2 separate regions of the Hordeum vulgare genome follow, and region 1 is linked to region 2. A link is a contact called in public Hi-C data. All regions are on one chromosome and are shown on one strand. Each heading gives the region's core, a stretch centred on a gene start, on an enhancer-like site or on the middle of the called end of the contact. The rest is flanking DNA. Distances are from core to core; before and after follow the strand shown.

What was found. A called contact is a pair of places that touch in the nucleus more often than the background predicts.
Region 1: a contact with region 2 is called in a Hi-C map of seedling, with 2.4 times the contacts expected there. The contact joins the promoter of LOC123401648 here to the promoter of LOC123402801 in region 2. A contact is called at or near these places in 3 of 6 Hi-C or Micro-C datasets (leaf, seedling and an unstated tissue).

The regions. Positions count from the first base shown.
Region 1 is chr6H:557,394,933-557,401,445 of MorexV3_pseudomolecules_assembly, forward strand. It overlaps LOC123401648 (acyl-CoA-binding domain-containing protein 4), which reads left to right and starts at 3,815. Exons shown (of 14, transcript XM_045095490.1): 1 at 3,815-4,129; 2 at 4,676-4,753; 3 at 4,838-4,963; 4 at 5,077-5,146; 5 at 5,928-5,989; 6 at 6,060-6,199; 7 at 6,299-6,425. The coding sequence starts at 3,986. It overlaps LOC123401647 (signal peptide peptidase-like 4), which reads right to left and starts at 574. Exons shown (of 14, transcript XM_045095488.1): 1 at 187-574. The coding sequence starts at 333.
Region 2 is chr6H:557,176,386-557,182,682 of MorexV3_pseudomolecules_assembly, forward strand. LOC123402801 (lysine-specific histone demethylase 1 homolog 3) reads right to left here and starts at 4,204. Exons shown (of 8, transcript XM_045096761.1): 1 at 2,568-4,204; 2 at 2,292-2,433; 3 at 1-1,977. The coding sequence starts at 4,162.

The DNA.
Region 1 (6,513 bases), core at 2,565-5,064, 220 kb after region 2:
GACCGAAAGCTGCGCTGCCTAACTCCGCAGTCCGCGGATCGAACACGCGCGCGGCTCCTCGGGCTCCGGCAAGACCGGAGCTTTGCCGGCCCGCTCAGTCGCGGGCTCGGAATCGGGAGCCGGGGCCGGCCGCTCCGCCCACTCACTGGCGAGAAGCTGGGAGGAGGAGGGGGAGGAGGGGCGTACGAGCATGAAGTCGTTGGAGCAGCCGGGGATCTTGGGCGCGTCGTCGTCCTGGTGGACGATGTCGCCGCCGGCGGCCACCCCCGCGAGCGCTGCCGCCACCAGCAGCAGCGCGGCCGCCGTCGCCCGCGCCCGCGCCCCGGCGCCCATCGCCGCGCTTACGGTGGGGCCTGGGCCGCTGGGACGGGAGGGACGGGTGGAGGGATCGGCCGGTCGATGGCTGGGATTGCCGGCCGAACGGGGAGGGAGAGGGAGCACGAGTGAGTGAGGGAGATAGATCTGTCTGCGAGTGTGCGTCGGGCGGAGGCTGCAACTGGGGCCGGCGCCGCACGGGACGAGATGTGCGGGCGGTGGGGCCCACCTTCGAGTGACTAGCCGGCTTCATTCACGTGGTCTTTCCTTCTTCGGCTTGGTTAGTTAAGTGGAGCAAGCAATCCTGTCACTTCCGTTCCGGGCTCTCGTCACTGCTCCACAAGCCCTTTTTAAAAAAAAAAATCTTTATAAACGATATCTACCAGTTTTAAAAAAATCTACAATTTTTACTACAACCGTCCATAAAAAGCTGCATCCAACCCGAGTTTGCCCGATTTTTTTCTACATCCGGTGTTGATTTTTGCTATAATTTGCATCTCATTTTGATACAGCCACGCCGAGTTTTTGTTACAATGCACGCCGGTGTCGATTTCTTGCTACAACAATGTCTGCTTTTTGCTACAACTCACATTTTGTTTTACTACCACGCGTCATCAACGTTGTTTTTTTTGCTATAATCACGTTGATATTTTGCTACAACTAGATTCTTGCTGCATCTGTGGCGAATTTTGCTACAACCGCAACTTGTTTTTGCTACCATCGATGATTTTTGCTACATGATTGAATCTGACGGTATGACATAGTTCGATGACGGCTAGTGCTTGAGTGGCCGAAAGTTTTCGGCCGACATGCCGGCGCCTTGTACTCTATGGAAAAATCATGTGAAAACCAATATACGAGTACATATTATCTGAAAATTACATTCAAAAATATTATCATTTGCATGCCGTTCAAAATGACAAAATCTAGGCCCAAGAACAAAAACATCTTTGGCCCATTCTTATTTATGTATTTGTCTTTTTGGTGTATCTCACGTATAAAATTATACTTCTCCCATTTTAAAATAAATATCGCTAATTTAGTATAAAATTTGCACTAATTTAGTGTTAAGTTTACGACACTTATTTTAAGACGGAGGAGTATTTTCTAAAAACATTCTGGAACGTGTTAAACATGTATTTGTGTATGTATAATTATTTAAAAATATATATGTTATACAAGTATGACTTTTAAAAACCGAGCTCCGTGGAGCCCGGCCTCCATTGGCATTTTCCGGTTGTGAGCCCGGTATTAGGGCATCTTCGACGGGGACCCGCAAATCGCCCACATCTATCTAGAACACATTGTCCGGGCCACTAAAACCATCCAACGCAGGTAACCATTTAAAGCGGATATGTATCGGTCTGTTGAGAGGTCTAAACATGTTTTCTCCCGTAAAATTGAAGACAAAATGGGGGAAGGGAGGGAGTCTAGACAACAGACACGTAGGACTTCAACACCCCGATCCATCCAATCTCCCCTTCCGGTTCCATTTTTTTCACTTTGTCCCTTCTCTCTCTTGATTTGCATCCGCACTCTTCACCTCCGTCGTCGTTGTTGTATGTCTTTGACCGTCGTGGAGGCATTATCGGACGTTCGCAACCAGCACCAACGCGTCTGCTCGCCTTTACGACAGCGCTGCCCACCCCTAAAGTTGTCTGTACCTAGGCACACCGCCCCCCCCCCCCCCCCCAAAATCCCTTTGGACGCCTTTCATGATGGACACCAGGCTTGGCATGTGCTCGCTGAAATGTCATTTAGCTTAATTTCAGATACCATGTTGTTATTTCAGAGCAAGTATGCTCCCCTCACCAGGCCGAAGCATTGGCGCTAAAGGTAGCAGGTCAAGTAGTGGGCACTGCAACTACAGTAGAAGACATTGCTTTCTGCACGGACAATCAGATTTTAGCCCAGGCAACAGCGTCCAGAAATATTCATACCAATCCTGCGCATTAGCAGCCTCAAAATGCAGCTGCAGCATATTCTTCAGATATCAATGTCAGGCCTATCTCGACATGTAAAAGCAAACTCCCTCAGTACAAAACACTTACAGCTCGTTTGGTACCTAGGCTTTCATTTCATTTGGTTTCCAAGTCCAAATTTCTTGTTTGGCTGCCATATGGATTTCCAAAATGAAACGAATGCCATATGTTGTTTGGCTGGCAGTTTAAATTACAAATAATCAAGATGCACATTTCAGTCTATACATCCAACACATTTACATTATGATATTTTCTAAATGATCAAGGTAAAAAGGATCTGAACAATATCTGTTTCATGCATTCAAATATGTCAAAATATATTCATCTCAAGTGTAGACAAAAATAGTGACAAGAAGTCCTAAGGATCATTAAAGGCTAAAACTTGTGTTTTTCAAAAAGCAAGATCTTCGAAGTTTCAAAGCTTATGCCAAGAACGAAGTGCGGGCGTAGCAACTTGGGGTCATCAGACGCCGCTCTCGGCAGCGGGACGGACGCGGAGCGAAGCAACTGGGGGTCGGGGGGAGGGAAGGGGGAGGCGGGGAATAGGAGATGGGAAAGGAGAAGAAACGAGGGAGAGGGATCAGCGAAGGAGGGAGGGCTCGCTGGTGGCGGCGAATCGAAGCGCCATGGATGGGGATGAGGGGGATCGGGGAGACAAAGTGGTCTCAGGAAGGAGGAAAGCTACGGCAAATCCATAGGAATGACGGGGTGGAGGCAGAGATTTGGGAATAGTGTGATTCTTGGGCGGAGGGATTTGGGTGGAAATGATAATTCAATTCCAATGGTCAATTCTATGGCAGCCAAACAAGTTGAACCCGGAATTCGTAAATGAAATCCGCCCGAAATGATAGGTACCGAAGGACATGTTATATACTCCCTCCGTTCATAAATATAAGTCTTTTAACAGATCTCACTAAGAGACCACATACAGAGCAAAATGAATGAATCTGCATTCTAAAGTATGTCTATATACATCCGTATGTAGTCCCCTAATGAAACCTCTAAAAAGACTTATATTTAGGAACGGAGGGAGTATTTCTTTAGAGAGGGAGTAGTAGTAAACCAAGTAAAATTGTTGATATCATCCTTGTCATGCAAGGCCATGAAAAACCCGACCCGACCCAACCCAAAATTCACGGACCGGGACGGACCTGACTTACCTACGGGCGAGGACTGTGCCTGAGAATCAAGCCCGAAGGTTGGGTTGGGTCGGGCTCGGACCTGCGAAAACTAGTTTTTACGTCTATGTTGGGTCAGGCTGGGCTTGCATCCAGAACCTAGGCTTGACGGTCTGGCCGGGCGGGGACTGGGCCTGAGTTTTGTATCGTGGACTTTTTAGGCTCAGCCTAAAGCCCGGCCCGGCCCGGCCCAAGTTTTGGCTAGGTATACATCCAAGTCTTGTGACGTGGGTTTACGTATCTGATGGAATGCGCCTTCGCTGGGCGTTGACGTATATCCGTGGGTGGTGAGAGCTACCCGAAGAAGGGACGTGACAGGTACGCAAAGGTAGGCAGCGACGAGTCCACCTCCACCACTGCTCCGGCACTCACTGACCACTTTGCCGGGTTTAAAAACCGCACCAGATCCGACGAGCCGAGTCAATCCGCCGGCCACCGACGCGCGCCGCGGCACCCAAAGCTTCCTTCCTTCCGCCCGACCGACCCGCTCCGCGATCTCGATTCGGCGGAATGGGGGTGGGGGTGGAGGAGGAGGAGGGCGCCATCAACGGCGGCGAGGAGGGCCCCGGCCCCGGCCTCGCGGCGGCGACGCACGACCGCTGGGCCCTGCTCCCCCCCGCCCAGGGCTCCGCCCGCCCCTCCGCCCGCTACGAGGTGCGCGCGCAATTCCCACCCCGTGCTCCTCGTCTCCGGTCGATCCGCTCTGTTATCCCGCTCTGAAGTCTGATCCGCCCGCCGGCTCGAGCCGCAGCCGTTAGCGCGCGCGTGCGTGTGTAGGGGCGTCGGGATCGAAGATTGGGATGCGAAATGCGACGTCCGCTGCCGTTCATCTGAATCTGAATCCGCGGGGCCGATGGAGGCAGTGGTTTTCGTCGCAGCAGACACGACGTGGCCACCGCTTGGTCGTTTTCCGTCCATTCTTCTGCCCCGTTGTCGCCGCTAGCTGATCGAGATCGCCGAGTTTATCGGGATAGGAAGTGCAACTCTACTGAAGTTGCCGCCGCTGCCGCTGTTGTTGCACTGTGATCTAAGTATTTTTTTAACACGGCGAAAGCATGCTTATCAAGCCTTTAAACGAAATGCACGCCAAGGATCGTATGGCTGGACGTTCCGTTCCAGTGTTCCTTGGTGCTGTGCGACTTCCTTGCATTGCGTTTTGTTTATTCTGTGATGACTACTGATGTGCTAGATACATGGCAGCATGCCGCGGAGGTGGTTCAAGACAAGCTGTATGTGGTCGGGGGAAGCCGGAATGGGCGTTCTCTGTCGGATGTTCAGGTTCGACACTCATGCATGTTAGCTCATCATGCTCCCTGCTCCTTCATTACCTGAAGCATACCCTAACAGCTGCAATTGTGGCAGGTTTTTGATTTCAGGACATCCAAGTGGTCAGCGTTACTGTTAAGTCCTAGTCGGGATTCAAACCAGCTGAATCTTGAAAATAATGCCGGAAACCAGCCGTTCCCAGCATTAGCAGGCCATAGTATGGTAATGATAGCAACTTCCATTTCTGTGGAAATTTAACTAACTTTTCCTAAGCTTCGTTAGAACTTTCAAGCGAGAGAGTCTCGTCTTGTATGCTGACTAGTGTTTTCATTCAGGTCAAGTGGAGGAATATGCTTCTGGTTGTAGCTGGGAACTCCAGAGCATCAACGTCGAATAAAGTTTCAGGTGCTTCTTTGGATTTCCCTCTTTCTTGGTTCATACTAAAACTCTGAGCACCAAAATTTTGGGTCATGGCTTTGCTTAAACATATGTTGTAATAGTTCAACCATCACTTTATGGTCCCGCACCACCACAAAAAACCATGACATATTTGTTGGTGCCCCTAAATGTTGTAAGTCTCATTCACTATCATAGAGTTGTTCTACTGATGTGTGCACATATTTCACTTTAAGGTGAATTATTTCTTAGTTTTTGTCAGTCCATATATATCTGACCCAATTTCAGATTTATAAAATAAGCAGTACTACAGGGATAGTTTTCAGTTACCGTTTGTGGTATTATAATGGATGCATTTTTTTTTCATTTCCTTGTGCTGTTTACATACTGATTAACCATGTGTTGAACTTCTGGTGAATCAACATGCTTCATCTCAACTTCACAAGTTACATTTTCCCCAAATCCCAAAAATTGCCTCTTTCCAGTTTCCATTGCCTTTGGCATGGCAGCTCTGTGTAGCAAAGCCCACGACCATGAGTATTCACCCACTGTATCCGAAGGGGTATCGGCATGTTCCCCATAATGAAATAGCTCACTGTTTGTGATTATCACCTCTGTTTTTCTCAATGAAAAGGCAACACTCCTGTCGGTTGGTTGACAAAGAATGTTGCCTCTTTCAAACACCTAATATATTTTAACACAATGATACATTGCCTCTTCATGTTTTTGAGTGAACTTCCAGATGACTTTACAAGTACTAGAACTGATTGCCCTGTATTTCTCCCTGCAGTTTGGTTTATCGATCTGGAAACAGATAGCTGGTCTGCTGTTGATACGTACGGAAAAGTCCCAGTAAGAATCTTTTCTTTCCTGTTATACATTTATTTACTGGAGAGCATGTTCTGAATCCTCCCTCCATCAGATGGCTCGTGGTGGGCAATCTGTAACACTAGTCGGTTCTCGATTAATTATGTTTGGTGGGGAGGATAATAAGAGGAGGCTTCTGAGCGATCTTCATGTACTTGACTTGGAGACAATGATTTGGGAAGAAGTTAAAACAGAGTAAGAGTTTACTTACTAGTTATGCTAAATATCTCTTAATGTATTTCTAACAACTTGCTGAATGCTGAATTCATCGTTCTCTTTGTTATTGTGAAACAGAAAAGGTGGCCCAGCTCCTAGGTATGATCATTCGGCTGCTGTTTATGCAGACCATTATCTTTTAATCTTTGGCGGTTCATCTCACTCCACATGCTTCAATGATCTGTACTTACTTGACTTGCAAACTGTAAGCACTGAATGCTCTTATGTATTTTACTATAAAAGTACACTTGTGAATCAGATTACATTTTTAAAATCTTCAAAGCCAGAGTTTA
Region 2 (6,297 bases), core at 2,954-5,453:
CACCTCAGCCACATAATCCTTGCCACTGTGTACCAAGTCAATAATCCGAACTGCTTCTCGAAGACCACTTAAAATTGCACCACCAACAGTATCTGGATGCTCTTTGCATGTTGCTTCCCCAGCAAAAAATAAACAGTTTGCAACTGGCCGGCCTATGATGTCATAATCTTGCCCTGATGCTCCTACTGCAACATAAGAGTAAGCACCTCTACTAAAAGGATCAAGGCCCCAGTTTGTGACAACTGACGCCACTGGATCTCGTACAGCAGCATCCGTAAAGAGCTTACGGAGAACCACCATAGCATTGCTAACATGAGCATCAGAACTGATACTCTGTCCATCTATAGCAGCCTTCCCAACAAGTAGAGCTATTATAACTGGTGCGCCGACTGTCTTTTTGAGATTCCAAAACATAAAGCATTGTCCCCTTAAATCTGTTTGTTCCGCAGTTGCACCAAAATAATCTACATTTTCATCCCAAAAGACCTCAGGAAACTCCATTACTATTTTATTTAGAACACCAAATCCAAGCCTGTCAATGGAAGATGTTTTCCAGTCCGGCAAGGAAGGAGAAAATTTGATTGCATGTGCTTTCAAGCATCCAAGAGGAACAGTGATCAGCACAGCATCTCCCACAAATTCAGCTCCATTCGAAGTGCAAACTTTAACAGTTTTTCCACTAATTCTACTAGCATCTGACTCATCAGGCCTGTACATTACTTCAGTTACAACATGATTTAACTGAACATCAAGTCCTTCTGCAAGGCTCTCAAGAACAGCGCCATAACCACCTTTAATCATGCAGTGAGGTCCTCCGAACCCTCCATACACATCATCTTGGTTCCAGTACGGAAGAGAGACAGATTTGAGCATTGCAGCACAACCATACTCTAAATGTGCAAAGTGCCAGTTCATAACTCTTCTTTCAAGAGGACTGAGAACATCTGTCTTATCATCCTCCCCACAATGAGCTATCTCCTTTTCTGTTGAAGCATTCTTGGAAATGTCTACACCTCCTCTATTGGACATACTTATTAACTGGTCATCATGTCCCACAGAAGAAACAACATGGGCTGCACGTTTCTTCCTAAGAGTATATTCCAACCCATCCTCAAGGGATAAACCCAGCGCACTTTCACCATTTTGTTCAAAAAGTTGTTCCATTTCATCAAGAAGGCCGTTGTATTCAGATTCCAACTCATCATCCAAATCATCGGGAACCTTGTTGCCACTTACTACATCATAGAGAGGGCAAGCACTTTTCAGTACAGTCAGTTCAAGACCAAGCTGAGAACAAATCAAAGAGGATGGATCAGCCCTTCGTTCAGTTGCTATATCAGCCTCCACACCCGTAATAATGCTAGCACCCAAATCCACAGGAACTGAAAGCGATGTACGATCTGTATAAACACGGCCACCAATCCTATCGCGCGCCTCGAGAACTGTGACAGCAAAACCTTGACGCCGTAAATGGCGTGCTGCAGTTAAACCGGCCGGACCAGCTCCCACAATGATTATCTTTTTGCAGTGCCCTCCAGATTCAACTCTATGATTTACCTCACAGTTGTTTCCAGGATGTTCAATAACAGCTGCTTCTGGTTTATCGAGACTGGGGCCTTCAGTGTTTCCAACTGAACTAATATTGATCGATGGTAGTAATGCACCTCCAGCTTCAGTTGATACATCCAGATTCTTTTCTTCAAATGCCTGTTCTTTGGACTGTAAGTGAGGTATCAACTCCTGGACGTCGCAGTGAGCGTCAGGGACATTATTTTCCTTCGATTCTTCTGTCAAAGGTCCCAGAGCAACTTGATCATGATCTTTATTCTGAAGGGATACAGCAAGAATGTCACCTTCAACCCTGACTGGCTCCATTTTAGGTAATTCATTTAACTTGGCTGCTTCCACAACCTCCGAACAGAGAGTTCCATGATCCTTTGTCACCTTGGCCGATGCAATTCCAGCATTTATGTAACCCTATATGAATTAATGAAATATCAAGTATTAGCATCTAGATGATTTTGAAATCTACCATATATAGCACATATAATAGCTAAAACAACAATCTGCAACAAGGAAAAGAAGGTTACTGGTAAACGGAGATCTAGAAACTGCATGAAGGTAAAAGGAAAGAATAAAATGTTCACATATTTCAAAAGCTTATCTAGCAAGTCTTCGAGAAGGTATCAGAACTGCAGCTAATGCCTAGCAATAGCTCAGTACTGAATCGAAAGTAAGCATAACTTCGTAAGCAGTAACACAGATGCCACAAAGGAGGCAATGCAACTTACATTCTGATCTAAGAAACGGTACACATCGCGTATAAGTATTTGACGTGGTGAATCATCTTCCATGGGAATATTAGAAAGATCACAATCTGCAAGATCCAATAGATGTTTAACATCCTTGTTCCAGCAACTTAGGATCATGTTCCTAAAGTGAAACAGAAATTGTCAGTAACATGATGCAGGGTAAATCGCAGAAAGCTGGTGCAGTTAATTTATTGCCACAAAAAGAAACTAGGGCATGTAGCAAACATTAGAGGGCAAAAAAAACATTAAACACACCTGCATTCTAGATAGTCCTTAAGGCCACCCTTCCGCTTCAGAACATCCTTGAATTTTAGCTTTTCCATTGGAGAAACAGCCTCCGCCATTAGGCCAGCACTTACGGCAGCAACACCTCCGTTCTCGAGAACTTCCAACGCTTTAATTTTATCTTTTGGTTTCACAGATTGATCTGCAAAACTTGCTGCGGGGTTCGAGAACAGCCCCTGCTCATGCATCAGAGTTTCCCAATCAACATCTCCCTCGTATGCCATGTCACCATGTTTACGTTTCCTAGAATTTCGTGTTAGGCGTTTCACCTTTGATGCATTCTCCATGTCCTCAAAATTGGATGGTGCTGCCACGTCAATGATATTGATTTCTTTTGCAGATGCTGCCATGTTATGAGAAGCACGTGAATCCTTTGCGGCACGGGACTCACGAACCCCATAAGCAGCTGGCTGATCTAAGCTTTCTTCTGTTGGCACAGCTGCATTTGGTTTGATATTGCCATATTTAATGTCGCCTGCACTACCTGCTTTATTGTCCAGCGAGGAATTAGACTGCACAGTGGTAGACCTTGCCAAGAGAAATTTATTTTTGCGCTGCCGCTGCTTTGACGATGCATCACTTTCTGCTATCTCAACTGGTTTATCATCGGCACTAACCTTAGGCAAGTCCTTCCTTCTAACAGGTTTCTTGGGCGCTTCTTTTGGTTTTCGACCAGGTTTCCTTTTGAGGGTTGGCGCCGGTGGCTTATCTTGAGAAAAAACTGCATCAGCCTTTGCATCCTCTGCTAAGGTTTCGGAGCATGTCCGTGCATCAGAAACACCATCAGCGGATGCATTGGCCGCACTGTGAGATGCTTTTTCAGCAGGTTCTCCTCCTGAACAAGGATTTAAGCCACGGCAGTTATCAGCCCTTGCTGGGAGTTTGACGCAATGACTTGCCGCGTCAGAAGAGTTTCTAGATCCATCCTCCACAATTCTACTGGTCTCCACGTCTTGCAGAAGCGTCTCTCCCAGCGATAAACCATCATCCGCAGCCTCTTCTTTATCCACAGCCTCTTCTTTATCCGCAGCCTCTTCTTTATCATTGGGATTCCTTTCTGAAACAGGGGGAGGCCCGGGAGCCGCCAATTCTCCAACGGGCAATCCCGCCAATTCTCCAACGGCTCGACGGGCGGCAGCCCTAGAGCACCTATCAGAATAAGCAGCCTTTGGCTTCGCCTTTGACCTCCTGGGAGACCCATCACCTGCCATTGCATTCGCATAATTCTCTGCAGCGGCGGCGGCGGCAGCCCTCATCTCCTCCATCTCCGCCTTGGTGCGCCGCCTTCGCCTCTTCTTGGTGCCCTTGGCAGCCTCGTCTGAACCCAGGCCACCAGATCCGCCATTGAGGGCCTCCTCAGCCTGCGAATCGGCAGCCTCCACACCATCTGCCTCCTCATTCTTCGAGGCCTGCTGCCGAGGCTTGCGGCCAGGCTTCCTGAAGAGCACCGACAGGGAGTCCCCCAACCCTAAATCGCCGCCGGGGACTTTCACGCCGTCCTCCCCAGGAACCACATTCGCGGGGGCCTCCAGGTCGCCGCCCTCGTCGGCGACGCCCTCGCCCATGTCCTCGACGTCGCCGCCCTCCTGCAGATCTTCCGTCCCGGCGGCGGCGGCGACGGCGACGGCCTCGCCGCCCTCGGCCGCCGCGGGGGCGTCGGCGGCGTCGTCCTCGTCCTTGCCCTTCTTCAGCCGCTTCAGCTTCTTCCGTATGTTGGCCAGGGTGTCGTCCATCGGCCCCGACGCCACGCCCGCCCGCCCGCCGCGCCGGCTAGGGTTTGGGCCTCCAGGGCACGGGGCAGGGGACGGGCTCGCGAGGCGCGGCTGTCGCGACGGGGCACGGCGACCGGGGAAGGGGGAAGGGGGAGGCGGGCGGCGGTGGGGTGGGAGGGGAGGGGAGGGGAACGGAGGCCGGTCGCCGCGCCGGAGGCCGCCGGCGGAGGTGGGTTTTGTGGCACGTTTGGTCGGTGGCCGCAGTACTATGTTGGCAGCAGTAAAGGGGGCGAATATTTTAGGCGTCTAGAAAATGGGTTTGCTGAAATACCAACGGCGGAGCTATGGTGGGAACCCTTCCCTCATCTGTCAATCCGGGCCGTCGACGGGGGTATCGACGGCCCGGATTAGACGTGTCGTTAATGCCCGGTCCCGCCTCTCGCCGCGCCTCCTCCCTCGCGCCGGAGGTGGGAGAGACGGTTTGCTGGGTAACCCTCGGACGACTAGGGTCTACGTAGGGTGTTTCGCGCCAAAACTATAAGCGCGGAGATTTGTTTTGTTTGTAAAGGCCACGTCAAAGCCTGATAATAAATAAGGGTTGCATGTGACTCGGCGGTAATGGAAGGCCGAAGGTTATAACCACGAACGGACGTCCTCGGTAGAAGACGTTACCCGACGAGCCCCAGTAACATGTCAAATTTTCGTGTGGGCCCAACGCTACATCGACGTGCTTGCTTTCTTCGTGGCACGGTCCTATGCATACATGTATGGACAATTCGCAATATTACCACAAAGAAATCCACGAGTCTCCATATCTCAGTCGTGTTTCGTTGTATCATTTATTGTTCTTTCATATAAAGCTTTGAGATTCTCACTCATTTCAAGGTATTTAGGGTGCGTTTGGTTCCTTAGCAAGAATGGTTTTAGCGTTGCTAAGCTAGGTTAGGTGTTTGGCTTCACAAATAAAATTTAGCTTTTGAAGGCCAGGTAGCCACATTGGGCAAGGAAAACCACGCTCCATAGGGAGGGTCGATTTGGCTCGCCTCCGACGGCAAAATCGGATTAGAAGCAAAAGTCTACAACTAACTCTCTGAATTGACAGAGCTAATCACACTTAACCAAACATGTACTCGTGGCAAGGGCGGCAAAGCTGAGTTGAGCTAGCTGGGCTAGCTTAGGTATAGCCTATCCTTGCAATGCAACCAAATATATCATTAGTGACTTGTGACGCGTCTGGGGCTTTTTTTTGGCAGCCAGCCGCAAAAAGACAAAGCACGGAGGATACCCTTGTCATGAGACCCTACCACATTCACTTCAATGTGATAAGCCAACAGAAGAGACATCATAGCTCTTGAATGCTCTAGAATGAGAAGTGTTCATGATTAGCGGCTTTATCGAAGCTTTGCGACCCGCACCACCACATTCATTGAGACACGATGAATGCCAACCAAAAAATATCATGCCATTTGAATGCTTCAGATTGAGAAGTGATCATAAACGCGACTTACCGAAGCTTCGCAACCCACACGACCATATTAATTGTGTCGGCATAAGTTAACAAAAGAAACATCATGGCCTTTAAAGTTTCTGAATTTGGATGTGGCCATGATGTGTGGCTTATCAAGGCTTTACGACCCCTCGGTCTATCCCGTTAGAACATAAGACTACGATAAAAAAAAATATGCAACTATTGGAGGTACATTGCATTTGCAAAATCCTAACTAGCACAATCCGAAGAGATGAAGACAAATTTACTCTACGATGCTGATTTCAAATTACGTATAACCCACATATGTAATGTATAGATAAACAAAGATAGCGAGTCTAGTTTTTTCTGCATGGGCATAAGAAATGAATAGTGAAAAGTATGAGGGGACATTGATCAAACAGGTAAATGTCTAATTAAATTTGAATTCATAAGAGCCCGACTAATAACACGAGGCATTGGATTATAGTTGTATGATGAATTAGACGTTTTGTGGAACATA